Linked DNA regions of Mus musculus: all the other regions are linked to region 3. The links are chromatin contacts, called in public Hi-C and promoter capture Hi-C maps. All regions are on one chromosome and are shown on one strand. Each heading gives the region's core, a stretch centred on a gene start, on an enhancer-like site or on the middle of the called end of the contact. The rest is flanking DNA. Distances are from core to core; before and after follow the strand shown. Region 1 has its middle 66 kb from the start of Gm34029. Region 2 has its middle 40 kb from the start of Gm34097. Region 3 holds the start of Prdm8 (PR domain containing 8). Region 4 overlaps Gm34097 (a long non-coding RNA gene).

Region 1 (3,635 bases), core at 575-3,074, 480 kb after region 3:
GGACATAAAAGAAACAAAGCTTTCTAAACACAACAAGGTTGGTATACATATGAATTCACCAAGACTGAGGCAGCATGCCCAGAGCCTTCATTTGTCTACACCAGAAGAAGTGGACACATGCCCCATCTCTCTAACCCAGACATTATCTCCAACTGATAGACACTTGCAAGTGAAAATTTAGCTTACTCCAAGGGACTCTCACTAGGGAAACAAATTGCTCTTATGGGAAGGTCTCATGTGCTGTTGTAGATGGTCAACAGAAAGGGGACTCAATGGCATCTGTGTACTTTGTGTGTTTTGTGTATGTATTATGGCTTCTAGTTTTGTGTTTCTATGGGACCCTTGCATGTATGAACAAGCGAGTCTCAGTGTCTGTATCTGCTTCTGTGTCTTTTCTTGGAGTCGTTTACTTCCGTTTGTTTTGTTCTATTACGATGTGTTTGCTCTCGTTTTACATTATTATTTTGTACTTTATTATTATTATTATCTCTTAGAAGCCTGAGTGTTTTCTAATAAGAGACAGAAATAAGGTAGACCTGAATAGGAGGGGAGGTGGGAAGGAACTGGGAGGAGTAAAAGGAGGGAAACATTATCAGGATATTTATATAAAATGATTCTTTTTTTAATAAAAAGGAAAAGAAGTATTTAAAATTCACAAAGTAATTTTATGCATAGAAAGGGGTGACTTCTTCAAATGTGGCCTCAGTAATGTATCTATCACAAAAGGCACATGAAAATATGCTAACTACTAACTTAAAAATAAGACAGAAAGAAAGCAATGAAGTAAGGAAATTGCACTTTAAACTGTGTACTCACATGAATCAAAGCGTTCTGGTCATAATTCAGCTATTATGGTTACCTACTGGCTTTCTCATAATATGGAACCCCTATCCGCTAAAACATTCTTCCTGCAGGTTTATATAAGTTCTGGGAGGTATTATCCTATACGTCTCATTTGCACACTGGAGAACTGAAATATAATTGAGTTATTTATTTCATCCTTGGGAATATTATTAATGGAACAATTAGAATCCACAGGACTGCAGCATTAATGGGCTACTTCATTAGGACTTAAGATGAGACCATGCCACAGCAAGGAGTTACCAAAGAAAATGGAAAGACATTTTTAAAAGAGAGAAATGATAGCAACAGTCCTTGAATATTGTCAATGGACTTTAAAGATCCCGGAATTCAAAGCGTTAACACCTATAAGCTGTTCTAACAAGGGAATATATACTGTTAAAGATTGGGAGTTATTTAAAATGCCAGTGAGTGTTATAGCAGTGCTCTGAGATAACCATTTCATCAGCCTACATTACTCTAAAATTAATGAATAATGAGGCGATGCCCTTCACATTCTCTTCCCTTTCCATTCCAAGATATATTGATCAGATGACATTTATTTAAGTTTGGGATAATGTATTAATTTCGAGATAATTATTCAATATACTTTTGTCACTGTTGATATGCTTCAATGTCATCCAGGGGCCGAGGGATGAATAAACTGTTATCTGACATTGGTGGACAGAGTGCTAGAAATAAATGCAGTTTTTCTCCTTGAGATTCACTGACTTGGGTTCTTATGGGAGGGGGCCATGAAAGAGGAGACAGACAAAGATAAAGAGGGGTGGTTAGAGTAACCCCCAGGTTAAGAGGGCTTGAATGTATTAAAAGACCATATTGGGGGACACAGTGCCTTTTCTATTGTTGCAGGGGTCAGACTGATGCTCAGCAAAGCTGACAGAGCCCATCCTTAGTGGATGCCACTGCAATATTAACACTCATTTGGAGCAGATGTGACTAAAAGCATGAAACATTGAACAAACAGCTGCCACAGATCCAGTGCCATTGCGTAAGCTCTTATGTTCTATTAATGCCTCGGGTTGGCGAGGCCAGGAGGGCAGACTTTATTCCTCACAGTTCCTTAGCAGATGGGCTGGATGATGGCTCCTCAGAGAAGGGCTGCCCCATAGACATGACCTTACACCCCATGTAAAGATTCTAATACAAAATACCTACCCAAGAAAAAAGATGTATCTAAGGTCAGGTTATGCCGTGTCGAGAAATCTGTACATATGCAGAGTACTTCATGGATACTGGTTTCTATTTTACTCTATTTTATTCAACTTTGATTTTAATAGTGGGCTAGGCTCGGCGATGTTTCCTCTGCTCTCACTTTGTGATTTCCTGTGTTCACACTTGGGTGTGTAGGAAGAGTCAAAAGCTCATTGGCTCACACTCACCTACTTCTGTTTACCTGATCCAGTGAGCTCAGAGTGCCTCCAAGTCTACCATCGCCCATCCCACACCCTGGTGGAATTCTGTTTTCATCTGTTCACCAGGACAAACTGAAATTCCAAAATGCAAAGCAAAGAGGTCAAATGTTGTAGATCATAGGAAAAAAATCCATTCATACTAAAAATCATGCACTCTCTGGCTGTGGTGCGATAGAGAGAACACGTGGGTGGTGTTGAAGTTTGGTCTGGTTCTGGCTACAGCCCCATGCTCCCAGGAATAAGACTCAGACTCAAAATATTTTTACAAATACCTCAGACTTATAATTACCTCTTCTCTGATATTCTGCCATTTGTCTGGTTACCTGTGCTCAGATACTATGTGTCCAACTTGTCACATCTTCCTGGCAAATCTACCCCGCCTGGCTGTATCCCAGAATTCTGTCTCCTCCTGGATATCCCATGTCCTCTTTCCTGACAGGTGATGCATCCATACAATACACAAAATATTTTCTCTACAGGGTGGTGTTCACAAGTTCAAATAGCACAAGAGCAGGTATGTCTCTGGCTTATTCTCTTTCCGGATGGTTTCCACTCCATGGCTCTATCATTTTCCCATGAAGACTAGGGTCACCTGGGTAATCCGTCTGTAACAAGCTGCACTGACCTCCAGCAGGTGCAGAACTTTTTCAAGGTCAGTGGTTTATGGAATATATTTTATTTATTTTTAGAATGCAAGGCCTTCTAGCTACAATTATGTTCTACCCATCATTACTCTCCATATTCTTCACCCCAACCTGGGGAGTGGAGGTCAAGGAAGACAATGAATGTGTGCAGGATGAAAAAGAGAAGCCATATCTTGAAAATGATACAGGAAAGCAGCAAGTGTGTCATTTATCCATTTTCCTTGGTACCTACTCTGTGCCAAGTATATATGAACTAGTACCATGATCATATAACATTTGCATTTCAATAGAGAGCAACTGACCAAAAGACAGTAAGCAAAGAGCTTGGCCAAATGAGTTATTCAAAGTCTTTTAGATTTGGTACCTGCTACAATGATAACAAAGTAGGCTATAAAAACCTATGGCAGTGGGGGAGGGGATGTGCTGAGTGAATCAGAAAGCTGAGGGAACACTTCTCCGAGGAGAAGGCGTCTGAGGATCAACAGAAAAACAGTGCAAAGAAACCACCACTGGGCACATTCTGAAAATCTCAGATGGAGGAAAGAGTTAAAAATAGACCTACAGCTGACAGAATCAAAGAACATTACAGGCAGAAGGAAAGTATTTTGTCACCCGAATTATGTTATAAACTCACCTTATGACCATCTGAAGAGTTGTGGGTAGAGGGGACACAGAAGGAGACCAAATTTCAGCACTGATTAGCAAACGAGTCTCC
Region 2 (3,341 bases), core at 50-2,549, 370 kb after region 3:
TATGCTTGTAATCCCTTTGCTTCTGTCTTCATTGCATCACTAGAAATGGGTCTAGTTAGGCTATTTCTTTGTGTCTGAGTGAATTTTGGAATTTTTCCTTTCTTTTTCACATAAATTTATATAACTTCTGCCATGCATTTATCCAATGACTATACTTATAATCTGTTATAATGTATCTATAAGGCTGCTCATTACAATATTTATAAGAGAAAAATAAAAGAACACAAGAGCCCTTTAGGAATACAACAACTTTAACTATGGTTTGTAGTGTGTAATAATTTAAGAGAATTAGGTCTATACAGGAAGAAAAGGAAAACTGCTAATGTACATTGAGTATAAAGAAAATTATGTATTATACTATGCTTTTTGTAAATCTTCACAAGAATATATGGCTAGAGAGATAGACTGGCATACACTCATACATGCACGAATGCTTCAAAAAAATGGAGAGCTCTTAGCTCTTCAACATCTGGAGATTGTCACTAAAGGTAACAGAAAAAAATCTTCTTATTTGAATTTTATGAGAATTATTTATTTTAAAAATATTCATTTATTTTATGTGTATGTGCTTACGTATATGTTTGTGCTCCTCATGCATAGAGGAGCCCAATAATGTGAGAAGAGGCATGAGATCTGAAACTGTAGTTACAGATGGTCACTACCCAACTTTTGAGTTCTGGGAGCTGAACCTGGGTCATCTGCAAGAGCCAAAAGTACTCTTTATGGCTGTCTCTCCAGACTCAATAATTTTTATTTTAAAAAGATATTGAGAGGTGTTGAAAACTAGAAACCGGGCATTATTTTTTCTTAGGATTTTATTGGGGAAAGAAAAACTCAATAATTCAAAAATGGAAAACATATATTAGATATATGCTTAGATGTGAGATAAGTTTGTGTCTAAATGTACCCATTCTAAGAGTACCCCCATTGTGGAGACATTTGTTTAGGGATTGAACAGATGTTGTTATTCATACCCAGTCAAATAAATGTATACTCATGAAGTTTCACCATGGCTATAGGGCCTCAAAAAACTATCCTTCCACACACTGTTTATCTTGTATTCTACCTTCAATGTTTTTCAAAGACTAGGTCTGAGTCGCTATGAAGAAAGCCCTGAAATGGTATAGATTTTCTTTATGCTAATTTCAGACTTAGTGTTCTCAGTAGCTTGTTTTTGCTTCCCTAAATCAAAACCACATGTTGGAATTAATTCATCATGCTTCAGAAGGCTGGGCACCCCTACTCCAGGTTTCAAAGCTTACTTCCTCCTGAGGTTTCTCTGTTGACTTAGTCTTATTTCTATGTCCTCACACAGCCTCTACTCTCTGAGTGCATGCTGCTGGCCTCTGTCTTGTTTCAAAGACACCAGAAATACCAGACCAGAGCCACACCCTTGTGATCTCATTTAAGCTACATCTCCAAATGTAGTCACAGTGGGAATTAGGGGTAAATTGTGGAAACTCCAGAGTCTATTGTTTTCTGTTTATTTTGCCCAGCAATGAAGGCCTCTCCCTCTGCTCAGGCACTCTGATTCTTCTAGGACTATCTGTTCTACCTAATTCTTTCCCTTCCCTCTCCATTTGCTGTTGTATGCTGTAGTCTTCCACCTACTGTCAATATTCTTATTGCTGGGAAAGTTATTGATTGAGCTGTTCTGGCTGGTTTAAAATGATACTATATGTTGTGAACTATGAGCTCATTAGAGGTTGCCTCAAAAAAACCTTTATTGATTTGGTACAAATTCCATTCAATTTGGAACCTCTCCCATGTTTTGGAATTTTTCTTTTATCTTTTTACTGTTTTTGAAGCAGGCATTTCCCCCACTCTTTTACTATTTTACTACTATTAAAGAGAGGAGTGGGGTAAAGGGCCTTTATTTTATCATAATCTTTAATACTTGATGAATTACTATTTGTGGTTATTATTGATAACTAGGTGATGTTTTTATTGTAGATATATGAGAAAGAGAGAGAGACAGAGACACACCGAGAGATACAGAGAGACAGAGAGAACATTTAGGCACATCTGGAAGAGTCTAGAGCAGGGAGAGAAAGTAGACTGAACATGGGCAGCAGACTGGACCTAGTCAAGGCTATCTGCAATAGATGGGAGAATAGCAGGGCTGGAGAATAGAGAAAACACAGCAGCAGAAGCAGGAACAGGGCAGAGATATTGTTAGAATTCTAAAGATGGATTTCTGAACATTAAAAGTTGTTATATATTTATATACCTTTAACTTTTCCTCAAAAATGCTTCCCATGTTAATTACAATAATAATCACATTATTTCTAAGTAATTTCTTGAGATGTAACATAATTACATTATTTACCATGTCCTTTCCTCCGCTTTCTTTGTTTTTAAAGATTTATTTATTTATTTATTTATTTATTATAAGTACACTGTAGCTGTCTTCAGACACATCAGAAGAGGGCGTCAGATCACATTACAGATGGTTGTGAGCGACCATGTGGTTGCTGGGTTTTGAACTCAGGACCTCTGGAAGAGCAGTTAGTGCTCTTAACCACTGAGCCATCTCTCCAGCCCTCTCCTCTTCTTCCTAAACCTTACCATGAATCCCTCTCATTTTACTTTCTTTCAAATAAATGGCCCTTTTCAATTCTCTCTCCCTCTCCCTCTCCCTCTCCCTCTCCCTCTCCCTCTCCCTCTCCCTCTCCCTCTCCCTCTCCCTCTCCCTCTCCCTCTCCCTCTCCCTCCCTCTCTCTCTCTCTCTCTCTCTCTCTCTCTCTCTCTCTCTCTCCTTCTCTCTCTCTCCATAAACAGAACCTGATCAATCTGTATAATTTTAGGTGCATATACATGTTTTCAAGATCTGAAAACCTGCTAAAAAGAAGTATATCATGACTAGTGTAGGCAATATATTTATCTATACAGGACTAGAAAATTTATGAATTTTAGAGGAAAATCTACAGTTGCTGTCGCGTCCGCTCTCGACCAGCAAGAACGACACGACCACCAGTCCTTCTACCAGCAGCTTATTCAGCAAACTTCAGTCTTCATCTCTCTCGCTTCATCTTTTTCCTCATCTATCTCCCCCAAACCCCGGGCCTCTCACTCTTATATACTCTCAGTCCCCATCCACTCACAGCAGGCCACGTCACCTCACCAGGCATGCAGCTTCAGCCAATCAGGGCGGCAGGGGCATGTCTCCACCAAATATGGACTTGTTTAAACCGCCAGCATTATGGTGCACCTGTGCAGCTCTCACGATGGTCGTAGCTTATTTTCAGGTGTATGAGGAAGTCAAGTGCAAGTCATAAGACTTAGCTGCAGTACCTGGCGCCTTCTTGGGACTGCTGCCACACCCGCTCCTTACAAGTTGC
Region 3 (3,458 bases), core at 789-3,288:
GCATAACTCCCCCCCCAAAAAAAAAACCCGCACTTTTAATCTTTGGGGGACAGTCCTGTCCTATGTACTAAGCCCAGTGTCTCATTGTGATTTCTTCTTTTCTTCTAACAAGGGGAGCAGCCTTAGCTAGCAGGCGGGGACCACGGAGCATGGCGAATGGATTTCAAGTGGAGTGTCAGGGCCACTAATTCTATGTCAGCTAACCTTTCTTTGCAGCCTACAAGAAGGGACGCATGTCTGCTCATTACCATAATCCAGCACTGTCCCTCTGAGGCTTTAATTAAAAGCAGCAAGCAGAGGTAATTATTTTTTCTCGACATGCTTATTTATGGATGAGGTTGAATCCCAGTTACCTTGTTATACAAGAGGGTGGATTGAGTCGCCTGTGGCCCATGAAGCGAGCAGGTATAGGGCAGGCTTGAAGTGTCCCCTGTCTGAAATTCTGTGTGTAATGACTGGTGAATTCTCACTTCCCTTGATACCACCCTGTTTGGGCTAGAAGGGGTCAGCCCTGCTTGAATGGTCCTGAGTGGGCCCTCCAGCTGTTTAATCCGCAGCAATTTAGAAGTAATGCCCCAGTGGCGGGCTCTCTATTAAGCCGTCTTACAGGGATCGTTTCCTTCCTCAGCCACTGGACACCCCCTGTAATACTTAGCACTTAAAGAAAGCAATCATTTAAATTATTTAAACTAGGTCTTAGTTAGCCATGCCATTTTTCTTGGGGAAATCTAACAATTCCTCTAAGTTGGTTTTTCCCTAGCAGTTTCACCAGTGACAGTGATTGTCTCTGTATTTATATACCTTAAGTGGCCGTGGGGAAAACCGATCTTACTCTTTTCTTGTTCAGCTAGCTTCTCATTAAAGAAAAATATAGGCGATGTGTATTTTGTTTAAATCAACATCCACTAGCCAATTGCCATACAAATGTAAGAAAATGCAATGCCTGTAACTTTGGCTAGCCCCTTTCCTATTCGTTCTCCCATATGCCCCAAATGGCAAGTATATTTTCCAGACAGTGGGAATAAGAAAAATAGCCACAACATAGAAAGTTTATGATACTACTTTCTGTTTCTGCACTCGTCCTGTCCCCTTCTGATTTCCAATTGCAAGTCAAATACGTTGCAGAATACAGGTTCTCTCAGCTCCCTTTCAGTATAAACCCTCTTTCTCTTCCCAGTTGCCTACATTTCAACGGTTTGTACCTTGATTTCTGCCTCGCGTTTGAAAGTATTCTTCACAGAAGCTTTTTATTGTGACAGGAGATCGCCCTCCACTTTGGCAACAGCAGGGACTCAGTCATTAAAATGCAGTTCTATCTAACAATACAGCGAAAAGGTCCCACAGCCGGGCTAATAGCGGTCCATGCTGCCTCGGTGGCCGCCTTGACGCAAATCAGCCACAATAGCGATAGGCAGGACCCCGGGCTTTATAGTATCTAGCCTTTCACAGTCCTACGCCCATCCCTAGGCCCGGGTTCTCTTCCTTCGCAGATCCTCCTGGGAAACTCAGAGCCAGCTGGGCTCGCTGAAAGCCGGTCGCTACTGCCGGATGCTCTCCCTCCACTCCGGGCTGGCATTGTCTGGCAGCCGCGAGCTCCCCAGTCCCTAGCTTCTCCAGAAAAGTGCTCCTACCCGCTCCTCCCTTTGTATAATCTTATTGGCAGTGGAAACAACATTCCGCGTCGTTTCCCTCCTATCTTCTAGATAACGAGGAAAAGGGGGACAATTTTTTCACTCCTTGTACTCAACCTGTCCTCTTCCCATCCCCCTCCCAGGTCAAAGCAAATAGACTTACCAGAAATAAGGTCAGGACCGAGTCGCCCAAATAAGGCCACCTGGAACCAACGGGGTGCAAGCCAGTGTTCCTTCCTGCCTATTACATTAGTGTATCTCCATGTCAAGAGGTGTCGGTGTCAGTCTTGTGGGTTCTGTCCAAAGAGAGAAGAGAGATGCAGATAGATTAGGAGAGAGAGAGAGAGAGAGAGAGAGAGAGAGAGAGAGAGAGAGTTGTACAGATGGACCCGATGCAATGACTGACTGGCACGCAGACACACACTTTTTGTTTGCTGCACATAATCTGCCCAATGACGCGTGACAGCCCACGTCCCCTCCCTTTAACTCTTGCCGGTCTGGGAGATCCCTCCGGCGCCACAAGCCTGGTTTTTCTGGACTGCCCGCGCTAGGCAGATCCTAAGCTCCTTCCCGAAGTGGCATAGCCTCCCCGAGAGCATCCTGGCCTGCCTTCTCCTGCAGCTGGGTCCCTCTGGGACACCTGGGTTGGCAAAATCCGTTTCGGGCTCAGGAAGGAAGGTGTCAGAAGGAGCAGAGCGGTTCTTTTCCGTTTTGCTGGGCACTCAGAGGACGTAGGACAAGGAGTTGAATTGGCTATGTTGCCAGCGCGTGAACTACTTGCATATGTCCCTAGAGTTTGAGTGGTATGTCCCTGCTCCCCCAAAAGGAGGGTGAGAATTTGCCCCGCGGGATTCTTTGGCCATTGACTGCCGCTGATCTGTGAAGCTAGTGGCCTAGGAGGTGACAAACAGACTTCCTTAAAATGCATTCATGCCACCTAGCAGAGACTCCCGTGTAAATACTGGCGACAGGGGGTATGATTTGGTGGGAACTCGGCTAGCCATCTCCCATCCAATGGGATGGGGTAAGAAGATAAGTCTGGAATGCTGCCAGACACCTAAAGGGACTTCGGCTGTTTTTAGGTCCCAGAACAAGGGTCTGTGCGTGGATATGGGCTAGGAGGGCGTTGCTGGGAAAAGCCTAGGTCATTGGACTCAGGTGTTAAAGCTTTTCACCTTCTGTGCTCTCTCTGTATTTTGTGGTTCCCAAGGGGGTCCCATAATGGCGGCCAGGATTCTAAGACCTCATGATACAGAAAGGATGGTTCAAAGTTAAAAAAAAAATTACTGAGAAGGACTCTCAAGAGCCTTTCACATCCAGCCGTTGATGGAGGAGTGGACCGAATCACAGGAGTGAGGCTGTCTCGGGAGTCTCGTTTGTGCGCTAAGCCACTTAGAGGCGCTGGCTTGTCCTCTGGAGCGGCAGCTGATGCTAATGACTTGAGGTCTTTGACAGCCAGAGAGTTTTCTCCTTCTGCGGGGGCCACAAAACAATGACGCTAGGGGCTCTCTGGCTGTTTTTCTCTGGTAGGCTTTCTATTCCTAAGGAAAGAAAGGCCTTTGAGTGGCGCAGGCAATCCCTCAATTCCTACCCCCACTCTCCCGGAATTCAATTGAGCAATAGGTCAGGTTGAGTATAAATCCAATTGTATAGTTTACTCGCTAAAGGGCAGGAGTCAGGGCCAGAATTTAAGGAGGAGACAATCTCTGTCCTTGCCTCTCAGAGTGAGCATATGAGGGTTGGCAAAGAGCAGCTGACAGTATAATCTTTACGGAGCTCTGAGACTCCTGTCTGGAAGCCTAGAGGCCAGCAAGACATCAAATGTAC
Region 4 (3,698 bases), core at 251-2,750, 350 kb after region 3:
TCTGTTTAGGGTGAGGGAGTACACAGTTAGGGAGGGGAAACATACCACTGACTGTATCATTCAGTAGAGAGTTCTTAAGGACAAACATAGATGCTTCTGTCAGGTTATTAACTGCTTATTTTCTCTCTTTGATTTTCACTCATCTTTTAGAACCTTACGTGTATACTACTACACAAATACATTCACACATAAACTCATATATCATAGAATTTAATTTAAATCACTTCATCTCCGTTTTATTTGTTTTATGTGATTCATGTAAACCCGTGTACCACCTGTATATTTGTAGTATCAGTGTTGGATTCCCTTGAAAGTAGAATTATAGACATTCATTAGATGACATTTAGATACTAGGAACTGAATGTAGATTCTTTGCAAAGACCAGATAGTGCCCGTAACCACTGAGCCATCACTCTGGACCTTTAACTTGCTTTTGGAGCAATCTTCGTATTCATAGAGTAGAGACACAGAGAGCAACAGGTTAATTAAGCCCAAACCCTACACAAAGAGAGTTGAGGACTGAGACTCCCACTGACTTCAGGGTCTATGCATTTCTTCTTGGGTTTAAGACTCTGAGATAAGTACTTTGGTTTATTTTGTTGTTGTTTTTGTTTTTCCTGTGCCTAACTGATTATTTTGTCTCATCCAGAAATATTCCATATTACTAATTAAAATATAATTTTATATAGTTCAAGAGTTTGGAGACAATAGAGTTTGTTCTTCTCAATGTTCTTTCACTCTTTTCTACCTCTTCTTCTGCTTTCCTTGTGATAAAGGGAACACTGGAGGAAAGATTGGAACTGAAATTGACCGAAGCAACATGGACAGCTGGAAAGGATTAGAAAGACTCAGACCTGCATCAGTTAGTGCTGGGAGTTACTGTTCAACAGAGGTGGAGCTGAGGATCAAATGACTGTGTACAGTCAAATGGCAAATGGATTAAGGACTTGGCTTTTCCAGCATCTCCAGGGGTCACAGGAGTATACAATGCCACAGCTACGTGTGGAGAGCTGGAGAAAATCAGTATTTTTTGCAAAATGGAGTTGCTCCAGTGTCAAATATAGCTTGAAATTCTCTCACCTAATTTTGTTTCCAAACTCTAATCCTAGTTAGCATAGCGACTCTAAAATACATCTCAAGTACAGACTAGATCCTGTAATGACAGAACAAGATATAGGAAACAGTGCTATGTTAATTTTGGCTGAAATGAAATTCAGAACACTAAGTCATGAGGGGTAAGCCTGGCAACAAAAGGTGATACCTCCATATCAGATGAGGACCATAAGGGAATTCAAAATCCAATGGTGAAAAAAATGGTAATGTTGACCATTAAGGCTTGGCCATACCTATTTCAAAGCCCTGTCCCAATGCTATTACAAAATGCACTAATCATTGAAATAACTTACGTCATTAACAAAAGTGCCTCCCCCCTCTGACTGTTCTATGGATGTGTGCCCTCTCTGTGGAGGGCAGTGCTCAGCTTGCTTTTCAAAAGCCAGGCATAGCTTTGTTTACATGAGTTTCTGTGACCTCTGTGGCCCCCTTCCTTCAGCACAATTCCATTGCTCAACCTTGCATCATCTCACTGGACCACAGCCAGGCAGAGAGGGAACAGCTGGGAAGGCATGATCTGTGAAGATCACCAAGGATCCTACAGAGGCTCTAAGAAGTCCCCTTTTGTGGAGTAAGCTTGCCTACCTGGAGGCCCTTTTGTCAAACTTGATGACCATGTGAGTCGAGAGAAATGAAATGCAACTTCGAGTAGCCTGACCAGATTGCAAAGCAGGAAACATTTGCAAGAGTGCTTCAAGTTCTGTGTACTTTTGAGCATCTGGCAAGGCAATGGCAAGCATGTCCACTAAACCCTGTAAACATTTGTTCTCCATATAATAATAAGGCATAAACTCCAGCAGAAAATAAAGTTCTATTTTAAACATTTACATATGCATATGAGGGTCTGGTGTCACTGCTTGTATTATGACTCATTCTGGTAAAATAACACCTTACAACTACTGAGAGACCCTTACAATGAACTGAAATTAGTTTAGAATATCAACTGATATTATTTCATCGTACTTCATTGGAAAGACACAATTACTGTTATACACCTCAGAGAAATATGAAGCAATTTCCCTTCTATCTTGGTTCTTAGAATACATTTCATCACTGTTCTATGATTTACAAGCTGGACATTATTTTGGAAGCTTCTAATCTCTCTGTGACTGAGTTATTACACTTACAAAACAGAGATAATATCAGGATCTAGCTCACACAATCGTGCGAAATTAAATAGAATAATGTATGTAAAGCATCAAGCAGAATGCTTATAGCATAGAAAATGGTCAATAGTGCTAGCTATAATAATTTTCACTATTATCATTATTAATTTAAGCTTAGGGCTCTTCTATTGGATACACATACACAAATTTTAGAGTGATAAGTGTACGGTTTAAAGTGTTAAGGGTAGGATATAATTTCTGATTAATTTGTATAGTTATCAACAGTGTATACTCTGTACAAGATGATTTGCATGCTCCAAGTTTCCGTGGTAAAGAAGTAACACATATGTGGAGTTTTTCTGAAAAAATTATCTCAAGCCTTAAAAATTTCCAGGCATATTAATACTGTCTTGTGACAAGTCTGAAGACATCAGTGATTAAAATTTGTTGATAGTCATATTTACCTCATACAGTTTGTCTAATTTCTAAATCCTCTATGCCAGAACTTTGAGGTTTTATAACTTGTTTATCAGAAACAGAGCTATGTCACACACAGGAATTTGTAAACAACATCTGTGAACCCCAAACACATATTGTTGTTATAGGGCGCCCTACAAAAAGAACTGGGTGGATTCGCAAACTTTGTTGAGAAATGTTCAGAGATTAGGAGAAAGTGTGTTTGAAATGAGAAAAAAAAAAAAACAAACAAAAAAACATGTGTCATTGCCTCTGTGTTAAAAGTACAGATGCCCCTCATCAAAAGGCCAGCCAGCCATTGTGTTTGGATCTTTATGTGTGTGCCCCAATGACATAAAAGGGAGTGGCAGGTTGATAACTTTCCAGACTTTCATACATCATGGTCTGGATTCTTCAGACCTACTTGTTAGGATAGTTTCCAGGAAACAGAACTTGTTCACTACCCCCTTTAAACTTTCTAAAGTGGTTTTAGTTTTTCACATTCTTTTAGAATTAATCTTTAAACTTAACAAACAAGATGATGGGTTTCTTTATGAAATTTTATGCATACATCTCAGGTCTCAGGTAACATCTGAAGAGCCTTTTACTGCTCATATTGAACTCACTCTTCTTCCATCCCTCCTTTCCTCTCATCAGTGTCCCCCCTCTTTCATGTTGCACCTCCTCTGTCAGAACCTGTGATGAGGCCACTTTTCATAGCGTCCTTTCTTAAGATGGGTCACCATGAGTGGTGGGCTGTTCCAAGACCTCCATATTCTTTTTATTATGGTCACAGAACTAGGGATGGACTATTGATTTCAAAGACAGACCATATTCTAGAGAACTGTGTTCCAATTTTCCAAGCCATTTAACAGGTAATTTCACTGGTTCATAAAGACAATGGCTTCTAGATGATGAGGTGTGTATTACGTGCAAATGACTCTGTGGGTATGCGTGTAGTCTGATACTGCCTTCATTCTTGAATTGCTCTGTGAGAGTGAGATAGTGCTTAATATATTACTC

The links. Promoter capture Hi-C pulls out the DNA fragments that hold promoters and counts their contacts. A called contact is a pair of places that touch in the nucleus more often than the background predicts.
Region 1: a contact with region 3 is called in a Hi-C map of muscle stem cells, with 2.1 times the contacts expected there. The contact joins the enhancer-like site here to the promoter of Prdm8 in region 3. A contact is called at or near these places in 8 of 39 promoter capture datasets (the 3T3-L1 cell line, 3T3-L1-derived adipocytes, the C10 cell line and 4 more), 1 of 15 datasets of contacts at CTCF or cohesin (pro-B cells), 3 of 484 Hi-C or Micro-C datasets (cerebral cortex, muscle stem cells and ventral hippocampal neurons), 6 of 115 datasets of contacts at active chromatin or transcription factors (T-cell acute lymphoblastic leukemia, astrocytes, bone marrow-derived macrophages and 3 more) and 1 of 9 other capture datasets (adipose tissue).
Region 2: a promoter capture Hi-C map of pre-B cells shows a contact between it and region 3. The contact joins the enhancer-like site here to the promoter of Prdm8 in region 3. A contact is called at or near these places in 13 of 39 promoter capture datasets (the 3T3-L1 cell line, 3T3-L1-derived adipocytes, the C10 cell line and 9 more), 1 of 115 datasets of contacts at active chromatin or transcription factors (embryonic forebrain) and 1 of 9 other capture datasets (macrophages).
Region 4: a contact with region 3 is called in a promoter capture Hi-C map of liver, with 2.8 times the contacts expected there. The contact joins the enhancer-like site here to the promoter of Prdm8 in region 3. A contact is called at or near these places in 12 of 39 promoter capture datasets (the 3T3-L1 cell line, the C10 cell line, the HPC-7 cell line and 7 more), 2 of 15 datasets of contacts at CTCF or cohesin (large pre-B cells and pro-B cells), 7 of 484 Hi-C or Micro-C datasets (the C10 cell line, the N1E-115 cell line, cerebral cortex and 4 more), 4 of 115 datasets of contacts at active chromatin or transcription factors (embryonic forebrain, large pre-B cells, neural progenitor cells and 1 more) and 2 of 9 other capture datasets (adipose tissue and liver).

The regions. Positions count from the first base shown.
Region 1 is chr5:97,701,075-97,704,709 of GRCm38.p6, reverse strand. No RefSeq gene overlaps it. Among named protein-coding and RNA genes, the nearest start is that of Gm34029, 66 kb to the right of the region's middle. Within about 2 kb of position 1,824, at least 2 of the 459 cell types and tissues checked have an H3K27ac peak or open chromatin away from gene starts, as enhancers often do. A contact at or near this core is called in muscle stem cells, where this site is marked.
Region 2 is chr5:97,805,314-97,808,654 of GRCm38.p6, reverse strand. No RefSeq gene overlaps it. Among named protein-coding and RNA genes, the nearest start is that of Gm34097, 40 kb to the left of the region's middle. Within about 2 kb of position 1,299, at least 44 of the 459 cell types and tissues checked have an H3K27ac peak or open chromatin away from gene starts, as enhancers often do. A contact at or near this core is called in pre-B cells, where this site is marked.
Region 3 is chr5:98,179,449-98,182,906 of GRCm38.p6, reverse strand. Prdm8 (PR domain containing 8) reads right to left here and starts at 2,038. Exons shown (of 4, transcript NM_029947.2): 1 at 1,795-2,038.
Region 4 is chr5:97,832,808-97,836,505 of GRCm38.p6, reverse strand. All of the region lies in intron 1 of Gm34097 (a long non-coding RNA gene), which reads left to right. Among named protein-coding and RNA genes, the nearest start is that of Gm34097, 12 kb to the left of the region's middle. Within about 2 kb of position 1,500, at least 16 of the 459 cell types and tissues checked have an H3K27ac peak or open chromatin away from gene starts, as enhancers often do. A contact at or near this core is called in the N1E-115 cell line, liver and muscle stem cells, where this site is marked.